Linked DNA regions of Mus musculus: all the other regions are linked to region 1. Evidence: chromatin contacts called from public Hi-C and promoter capture Hi-C data. All regions are on one chromosome and are shown on one strand. Each heading gives the region's core, a stretch centred on a gene start, on an enhancer-like site or on the middle of the called end of the contact. The rest is flanking DNA. Distances are from core to core; before and after follow the strand shown.

Region 1 (2,700 bases), core at 91-2,590:
CTGCAGGACAGACTGTTCCAAGATCCAACCGGTATGTCCGAAATCCAGGGCACAGTTCCCCGACTGTTACAACCCCAGGTGAGGGCCGAAGGGCCCAGAGACAAGATATACAACTAAAGTTAGGGTTTGGAGTACTGCGCGGGAAATAGAGAGAGGTCACTTGATGCCCAAGCGCCACCTCTGACCCTGCCCAAACCAGAGAACGTACATTCTCCTGGCCAGGCCATAGTATGAGCAAAACAGCCCCACGCAGCAGCTGAAGTTGCAACAGCCGCTAGCTAGGGCTGAGCTCGGTCCCGCTGTAAAGCAGATCATTTCACCATCCCCTACCCTCAGCCGCCTGAGGCTCCGACTCCCGCACTCGGGGACACACGCATACACACACCTCCTTGCGATCGCTGACGCACGCACACTCGCCGGGAGCACAAAACAGGCCGGGGCCCTAGAGAGTTGAGGGGTGGAGATGCGCGCGATGGAGCGCGGGGACACCTTGCGTCTCCTGGTAGGGAGCCAAGGTCGCTTGTAACTTCCCCTTTCGCCCTACGCACCCCAACTGGCCTCTAAGTCCCAGTTCCAAGCGCACACCAAAGCCTCGGCGCTCTGGACGCTCCAGCCCGGCCCTCGAGCACTCGTCGCTCAGCGCCCAAAGCAGCTTACACGCACCCAGCATCCAGGGTTAAGAAGAGGAGCGAAGGGTCCTGGAGGCGAGCCCTAGGAGAGAGAGGCAGTTCCCAGGCGCGGAGAAAACCAAGAATCCAAAGTCTAATTAAAGTTCCCACTCACGGGGGCTGGTCCCCAAAGTATCGCCAGACCCAAGCACCGCATGCCCCAACAGCACCTGCAGCTTAGGACTCTGAACCACGTCTAGTGGCGGGGTTTGCGCTCAGAACAGTCCCGGCATCATCCTGGGATTTCCAGGGACAACCCTTCGGGTGAACTATCAACATAGAGAGGGAACAGGGCGCAGCCACTTACCTGGCACAGCCAGCGCTCTCCAGGCCACGGGTTCCTCCAGTCCGGCGGGGTTCTCGGCGGCGGGAGAATCTTCCCTCCGGAGCTCTTGGGAAGCAAGAAGGATCTCCGCCCCAGTTCGGGCCAGGCTGCGTCTTTTTCCCGGTGTAGTCCAAGGTGCGGGGAGTGGGCGATCGGCGTAGAGTCGGCGACCGGAGCGCGCGGGAGAGGTTGCGGCGGCGTGCTCCTATTGGATCTTCTGCACCGGGTGCGTCCCCCTGTCTCTGCCGCCACCGCCCGGTCCTGTCTCTTCCCCGCGGTGCCACCGGATCCGGCTCACGCGCCGGGAAGGCTCCCAGCGAAGTGCGAGCGAAGCCTCCGGCAAGGCTGGAAATAGCGCCGCGCCCGCCCGGCGCCCCGCCCCCAGTCCGGGCCCCGCCCCACGGTGGAAAGAGGCGATCCCGGTGGCAGGGCAGAGATGGGGGAAATCTCTTCCCCGATCGCTCAGCCCTCTCGGGAGCTCACGGGCGCCACGCCCACGCGCGCTCTGCGGCTTCAGCAGCCCCACTGGCCGCGCGCTCTGTGGGAGCTGCCGCTGGGCGCGGTCGGGAGGCAGCGGGGGGGTGGGGCGGTATTGGCGCGGGCTGCGCCCAGCTCGGGGATCCCCGAGTGCTGGACTCTGGTCTGCCGCTTGACTCCACTCCGCAGCTTCTTAGCTGCCACTGCCCCAGTGGCGACACTGAGTAACCCTGCGCTGACCTAGGGAAAAAGAGAAGGCGCTAGCAAGCAGGGTCTTGGACCCAAAGCTGAGCGGCCGCGGGGCTTGCAAAGGAATTGGTGCGCAGAAAAATTCAGGTAGGTTCCCAGACTACAGTACGCGTGGAATTTGGACAAGGCCTGTCTCTTGTTGGCACTCACCACTAAATTTCTGGGTCTCAGTTAACCACAAGTGCCCAGTGAGCCGGATTCTCACTTAAGAACTTCATCCTTAAGCGTCGGTCTGGCACCAGCTTGAGGGCTGAAGCAAGCAACCTCTCCCCTCCCTCCAAACCCAGAATAAATGAGTGGGGAAACCTCCTACCCACAGCCACACAGTACAAGTGTAGAACCGGGACTCGGTTCCAGGGCTGTGGATTCAAATCTTGATTTTTCCAGAGAAGAGAAGCCCCGACCTGCAGGGGGCAATCAGACACTAGAAGGGAAGGCTGGGTGCGCATCTAGCAACCATTCTCAGCGGTGCCAACCAGTAAACAAGCCTGGTCTTGAAGGGACATACAGAATAAAATTAAACAAAACAAAACAAAACAAAACTGAAAAGAAGCTTCCAGTAAAACAGAGCGGTGGCTGTGGCCTCTCCCCTCCCTGAGTGGACTGGTTGGTTGGTTGATTGGTTGGTTGGTTGACCCAGCTCCATCCCAGATGGGTGATGAAGCTAAAGACTGAGGTGGATCTGTGGCCTTTGAGTGACCAGATAAGGGTGTGGCAGCCCTGATAAGGAGCAGAGATACTAACACTAGAGATGTGGAGGGCAAGGGAGCCTCTAACACTAGCAAGCTTGAAAGGCCTGAGTGGTAGTTGGGCTTCTTTAATGACTGCTGTGAACTCAGAGTATCCAAGGATCCTCTTCAGGGCAAGTGAGTTGGCAGTCAAGCATATGGTAGCCTTCCCTTCCATTGTTTTTGTTTTGTTTCTGTTTTTGAGATAGGTTCTCTCTGTGTAGCCCAGGCTAACCATGAACACATGATCTTC
Region 2 (2,721 bases), core at 157-2,656, 520 kb after region 1:
GTTCTTTTTTGCACCTTCTACCCTATGGGTTCCAGGGAATGGAACTCAGGTTGTCAGGCTGAGCGGCAAGCACTTTTATCCTCTGAGCCACCTCTGCAGCCATACTAACACCATTTTTGTTGTTTGTTTTTGTTTTTCGAGACAAGGATTCTCTGTGTAGCCTTGGCTCTGAGACCCGCTTGTCTCTGCCTCCTGAGTCCTGAAATTAAACGCCCCTGGCCCCTAAAACACTTCTTAAAGAGCATGAAAACGGTTGGTTAGTTTTGAAAGCCGAATCTGAGGTTTACACTGCGACCCACAGACCTCCAAAGGCAGAAGACAAAGGTGTTTTTTGGTGGTGGTGGCGGCGGTGAGGAAGGAGTCTACAGGCTGGGGGCTCTAGGCTCCTGCAGATGTAGCCCGATGTGCTACCAATATCCGACGCCAGTTTACCTACTCTCCAGTAGGAGGTTCCGCGAACCCCGAGCCTAAGGAACCCCCTGCTACTCCTGTACTAACCACATCGATACCTATAACACGAGACCAGCCAGAGAAAAAATCACTTGGGCTTGAGAACTGAGAAAACCGAGTTTGGGAACTCTGGCATCCTTAAAGACACCTGCAGAATTCCTGTGCACAAAGCCTGCTCAGTAGGTGGCCCCCTCTCCCGACGACTTCTGCTACCCAAGCGCTCGGAGGCCTCCTCTCCTGCAAACAGCTTTCCGTCCTTCCTGGCCAGAGCCTTTAAAAGCTTCCGAGCAGCGAATGAACTGGTCATGAATGTCCGCGTCCCTGAGTGGGAAAGCAAACGTATTTAGTTCTCTGCATTTACTATTCCTAGGGCTCCAGAGAAAGGGCGAATTTGGGTTTCGCTACGTTTGCTGAAACCCCGATCCCGCTGGCTGCGCCACCTTAACGCTCACAAGGTAGTGAGCTGTGAACAACACTCAGATTAAGATCGAAGGCTCAGCAAGAGCTCCATTCTAGACTCGCGGCAGACAGCACTTAACACTTGCATGGGGCAGGGGCGCGGTCTATACAATCAAGGGCAGGGCTTCAGGGCTCTGGCTTCAGCCTCGGGCGGGGCTGGAGGAGGACCGTGCGTGTTGTGGGCGGGGCCTTAGTTGAGCGGGGCGAGGCTACAGAGTTAGGTATCCGCCTCCGGTAGGACTGGATGGTGGAGGGGCGGGGCCTAGGCGAGATGGGGCGTGGCTCCAGAGATCAGGGGTGGGGCTCACTCTGGGATGCAGGAGGACTGCAAATGCGGGGGGCGGAACTGTAGGGCTTGGGATTCGCCTCTTGGGAGGCTGAAGGCGGGGCCTAGGTGGCAGAACTGAGTTCCAGGCTCGGGATCTGCCTAGGTCCAGGTCTTGCTAAGAGGGGCGGAGCTCCAGATATCTGGCGCTCTAGGGCTCGGGCGGGGCGGCAGGGCGGCTGGCTGGTCGGGGCGGGAGCGGGGGCGGGTCCCGGCGCCTCCTGGGGCCCTTAGTAGCCACTGCACCTCAGTTCACCCTGGACTCCCGCGCTGCCAGCATGACCGATACGCTGCTACCCGCGGCTCCCCAGCCGCTGGAGAAAGAGGGTGACGACTACTTTCGAAAGGTGAGTGGCGAGTCAACAGACCCTCTCTCTCTGTCCTGGCAAACTGCGGAGCGTGCTGAAGGGGCTTGAGGCGGGGGTCGGCTTGGACTGGAGGGGGAGGGGAAGGAGAAGGGAGAGACCCGCAGAGTTGGTGCGGGCCGAAGGGCGGAGAAGGGGGGTCGAAAGGGGATTGATTGCGCGGGGCTTGGAGCCCCGAGCAGATGGCAGCCGGGCTGGGGCGTGCAGGTGCACAGGCAAGCCACACGCAGGTGGGAACCTGGGGAGGTGATCCGGATGGCCCTGCCAGGCTTCTCGCGCTGGTGGGGAAAGGACCAGCTCCTGGCCACGCTGGCGAGCTCGGTCGGTCCCTCTGCACTTATACCGCAGCTCAGTTTCCACCCGAGCGCTTAGCCATGGTGCATCTGGAGGGCGAGTTTTGCTCTTTTGCCTCCCAAGTGCTTTCAGCGTTGGCCCCCTTCGACTTCTTGGTAAGGGAGAGTGGATGCTGCAAGGGGACCTCGGGCGTGCCCCTTCGTTTGTCCTCGCCCAAGAGAGCCAGAGAACCGGAGTCTCACTCTTCCAAAGTGGATTTATCTGTATTTGGTTGTCCGAGAGACCGAGAGGGCGAGACTGGACTCTGCGCGCTTGGCACGTCTTGGCGCTCCTGGGCAATTAATGCGACTGCCTTTCGCCCTGGAACTCAGTTCCTCAAAAGCGACCCCATTAGGCGCCCACAGCGGTGCTGGGATTGCCCAACAGCTGCTGGCTTTCAAAGGCACTTTAGAGGTGCGAATCACTGTGACAGACTCCTCACCTTCCTCTTGGGTCCCTAGAGAGTCTAAAAATAGCTTTTGGACTTTGGCCAAGGATCACCTGGTGGGTTGAGAGATTGTCGTGGATATTTTTCTAACTGATACGATCGAAGGCGCAGCGAGCAGTCATGAATAGGGAAGTGAAACTGCTTCCCACAGAGCAATCAATTCTTAATTGTTCGTAAATGGGCTTGGCAGCTTCCTTCTCCCGCGGGACTCTGGCATCTTAAAGAACTTTTGCTCACACGTGAAGTAGTAATAGAAAAGAGGGAAATCTGGAGACAGGTGGGGACAGTGGGCAATTTTTAAAGTTCCTTTTGGCATTTAAAAAAGTTTTAAAGTATATTTA
Region 3 (2,759 bases), core at 136-2,635, 580 kb after region 1:
GAACTCACTCTGTAGATGAGGCTGGCCTTGAACTCAGAGATCCTTCGGTCTCTGCCTCCCAAGTGCTGGGATTAAAGGTGTGACCCACCACCACCTGTCCTAAACCTCCTTTTTAATAAAATAAAACCCAAAGATTTATATGTAGGTTTTGCTCGCATATGTCTGTGCACATGTGCAAGCCTAGTGCCCCCAAAGGCCAGAAGAGGGAGGAGTCTGACTCCTTGAGCCACCATGTGGGTGCTAGGAATTAAACCACGATCCTCTGTAAGATAAGCCAGTCCTCGTAACCACGGAGCTCTCTCTCCAGTCCCCTTTCATTTTAGTCTATGTAACTATTTTGAGACAAGTTCTCATAGCCCAAGCTGGCCTTGAACTTGCTATGTAGCCCCAGGCTGGTCTCTAACGCAATGATTCTCCTACTTCAGTCTCAGGAGTGCTGGGATTGCAAAGGAACATCACCATACCCAGCATTTCTCTCACTCTCTCTTTTAACGTGCTGGGAAGAAAGGGGTATGACAGAAGACAGCTCACTGACCTTGCATCTCCTGAGCCAGTTGGGACCCGCGCCATTTTTCACTAGCCACAATATGTCCTAGTGGCACGTGGACCGGACCGGTCCCATCAGGCGGGTTCCTTTCCATCCGTGGTTTTGGTCTAAATGAGGAAAATGCAAGGTCTCACTAGAGCAGGCGCTGTTGCACACAGTTCTACACGAAGTCGGGACCTCTTTGACAGGATCTGTAGAGTGGATTTTCAGGCACTGAGCTACTTCAACCGAAGTCTGAATTCAAGAGATTATTTATTTTCAAAATAAGACTGGGTCTTCTTATCACGCTTGGCTCTGTACTGATAGTTGACTCCAGCTGGACTTGAACTCAGCAGCCCAAGTGCTAAAATGACAGCCGGGCGCCACTACCCCGAGCTAAACCCGGGAGATTTCTGTTTGAGTGACTCCGTCCCTCTTTGTAAGCACCTCCCTTAGCTCTGGTGTCCTAACAGGACGCTTACGGTGGCTCTTCCATTCGGTCCCTGTCCTTCTATTCGGTTCCTGTCCAGGGCTACAAAGGCAGGGAAGCTCACTGCGCCGGGGTCTAGAATCTCCGTGGACCTCACCTGAGGCCCTGCCACTTCCGGGTTCCCACAGCCCGGGAGCCCTCTTTAAAATTCTGACCGCCCTGGCCAGCGTTTTATTGGGTGATAGGTAAAAGATGGGCGTCTACTATAGCCAATAATCGAACGGAAGTCTCAGCTTGCTTCCTCTCTGGCTGGAATTTGAATGACGCCTTGCTGGGTTGTCAAGAGCAACGGGTGGCAGTAAAATTGACTCTGATAGGCTGAGACTCAAAACAGAGCCAATGTGAGACATGCTTGTTGTAAAGTCGGGGGTCCGCGGGAGCTAGGCTGTGGGGAGCTGTGCAGGCTGCGGGGTCTACCTTCCAGCTAGTCCAGCGCCTGGCGGCTCAACCCGCAGCCCTCAGCTCTCAGCCAGGATGCTCCTCAGCTTCCGCAGGAACCGCCGGAGCCAGTTCGTGAGTAGTTCCAGGCCTTCGAGTGCGGTTAAAAAAAAAAAAGATTTATTTATATGAGTGATCTATCTGCATGTATGCCTGCATAGCAAGAGAAGGTGTCAGATCCCATTACAGATGGTTGTGAGACAACATGTGGTTGCTGGCAATTGAACTCAGGACCTCTGGAAGAGCAGACCATGCTCTTAACCACTGAGCCATCTCTCCTGCCTTCATGTGCAGGTTTTAAAGACTGAGATAGGAGCGAGGCGGGATCGCTATCAGGGAGCATTAAATTCCAGAAACCCAGACTAAATGTTCCAAAGAACCCTTCATGTCCAGAGCCTGCCACAGACAGGAATCTTGGCCTCCCTGTCAGGATTCTCCTCTTAGCCGGGAGTTCACTCCTGTCTTGGAGAAAACTTCCCCCATGAGTTGATTCCTTTCCTATTTAGGGTATATTAGCCCAGCTCACTTAGTTAATCCTCTCTGGAAAAGCCCTCCCACAGACACCCAAAGGTGTGCTTCATTACACGGTAGGTATAGATTAGCCCAGTTCAGTTGACAATTGAAATCGGTCAGGAAAGCTGCCGTGAGCAGGGAGGTGTGAATGAATCGGATAGCCATGATGGTGTGCCCCAGTGAGTGCCCTTGCCTCACCAATGGGGATTGGGAACAGCGGCAGGTGTGTGTGTAAAGACTCTTGTGGGGCCGGATCCCTAGAGTGACCTCAGTTTGGGAGGTGATGGTGGCCCAGGAGCAAGGTGATCTTCTCCCGGTGACCTGCCTTGGGTTTCATTTGTGCAGAACCACATCATCCATGGCTTCCTCCCCGCAGCCAGCATCGCTCCGAAGCCAGCGGTGCCACGCACACCCCCTCCTCGGAGCCCCAACCCTTCTCCAGAGAGGCCCAGGTAAGTCCCAAGATGAGCAGCACCGAGGGTCACGCCCGTGCTTGACCATCAAGTCCTGAATCCTGGAACTGATCACACTAGCCAAAAGGCCACAAGTAGAGGGCTAGACTATTACGCTCTGTGGTTACCTCTGCTCAGAGATGCACTAATATGGCTTCTCTGAGCATCAGTGGACTTGTCTGGGGTGTGGTACCTTCAATGGAAGATCTCAGATTTCAGGATTGGGTACAGTTGGTGCCTACTAAATATGAAGCACCAAATTTAAGTTAATCCTTCCATCCATCTTTCCTTCCTTCCTTCCTCCATTCCTTCCTTCCATCCTTCCTTCCTTCCTTCCTTC

The links. Promoter capture Hi-C pulls out the DNA fragments that hold promoters and counts their contacts. Hi-C and Micro-C count contacts between places; a contact is called where the count stands out from the background.
Region 2: a contact with region 1 is called in a Hi-C map of muscle stem cells, with 5 times the contacts expected there. The contact joins the promoter of Rhpn2 here to the promoter of Chst8 in region 1. A contact is called at or near these places in 1 of 484 Hi-C or Micro-C datasets (muscle stem cells) and 1 of 115 datasets of contacts at active chromatin or transcription factors (embryonic stem cells).
Region 3: a promoter capture Hi-C map of embryonic stem cells shows a contact between it and region 1, with 2.8 times the contacts expected there. The contact joins the promoter of Cep89 here to the promoter of Chst8 in region 1. A contact is called at or near these places in 1 of 39 promoter capture datasets (embryonic stem cells) and 1 of 115 datasets of contacts at active chromatin or transcription factors (embryonic stem cells).

The regions. Positions count from the first base shown.
Region 1 is chr7:34,811,371-34,814,070 of GRCm38.p6, forward strand. Chst8 (carbohydrate sulfotransferase 8) reads right to left here and starts at 1,341. Exons shown (of 4, transcript NM_175140.4): 1 at 976-1,341. Gm38987 (a long non-coding RNA gene) reads left to right here and starts at 1,338. Exons shown (of 3, transcript XR_881950.3): 1 at 1,338-1,806.
Region 2 is chr7:35,332,831-35,335,551 of GRCm38.p6, forward strand. Rhpn2 (rhophilin, Rho GTPase binding protein 2) reads left to right here and starts at 1,407. Exons shown (of 15, transcript NM_027897.4): 1 at 1,407-1,581. The coding sequence starts at 1,513.
Region 3 is chr7:35,395,678-35,398,436 of GRCm38.p6, forward strand. Cep89 (centrosomal protein 89) reads left to right here and starts at 1,386. Exons shown (of 19, transcript NM_028120.3): 1 at 1,386-1,529; 2 at 2,313-2,419. The coding sequence starts at 1,491. It overlaps Faap24 (Fanconi anemia core complex associated protein 24), which reads right to left and starts at 1,090. Exons shown (of 4, transcript NM_178643.5): 1 at 536-1,090. The coding sequence starts at 641.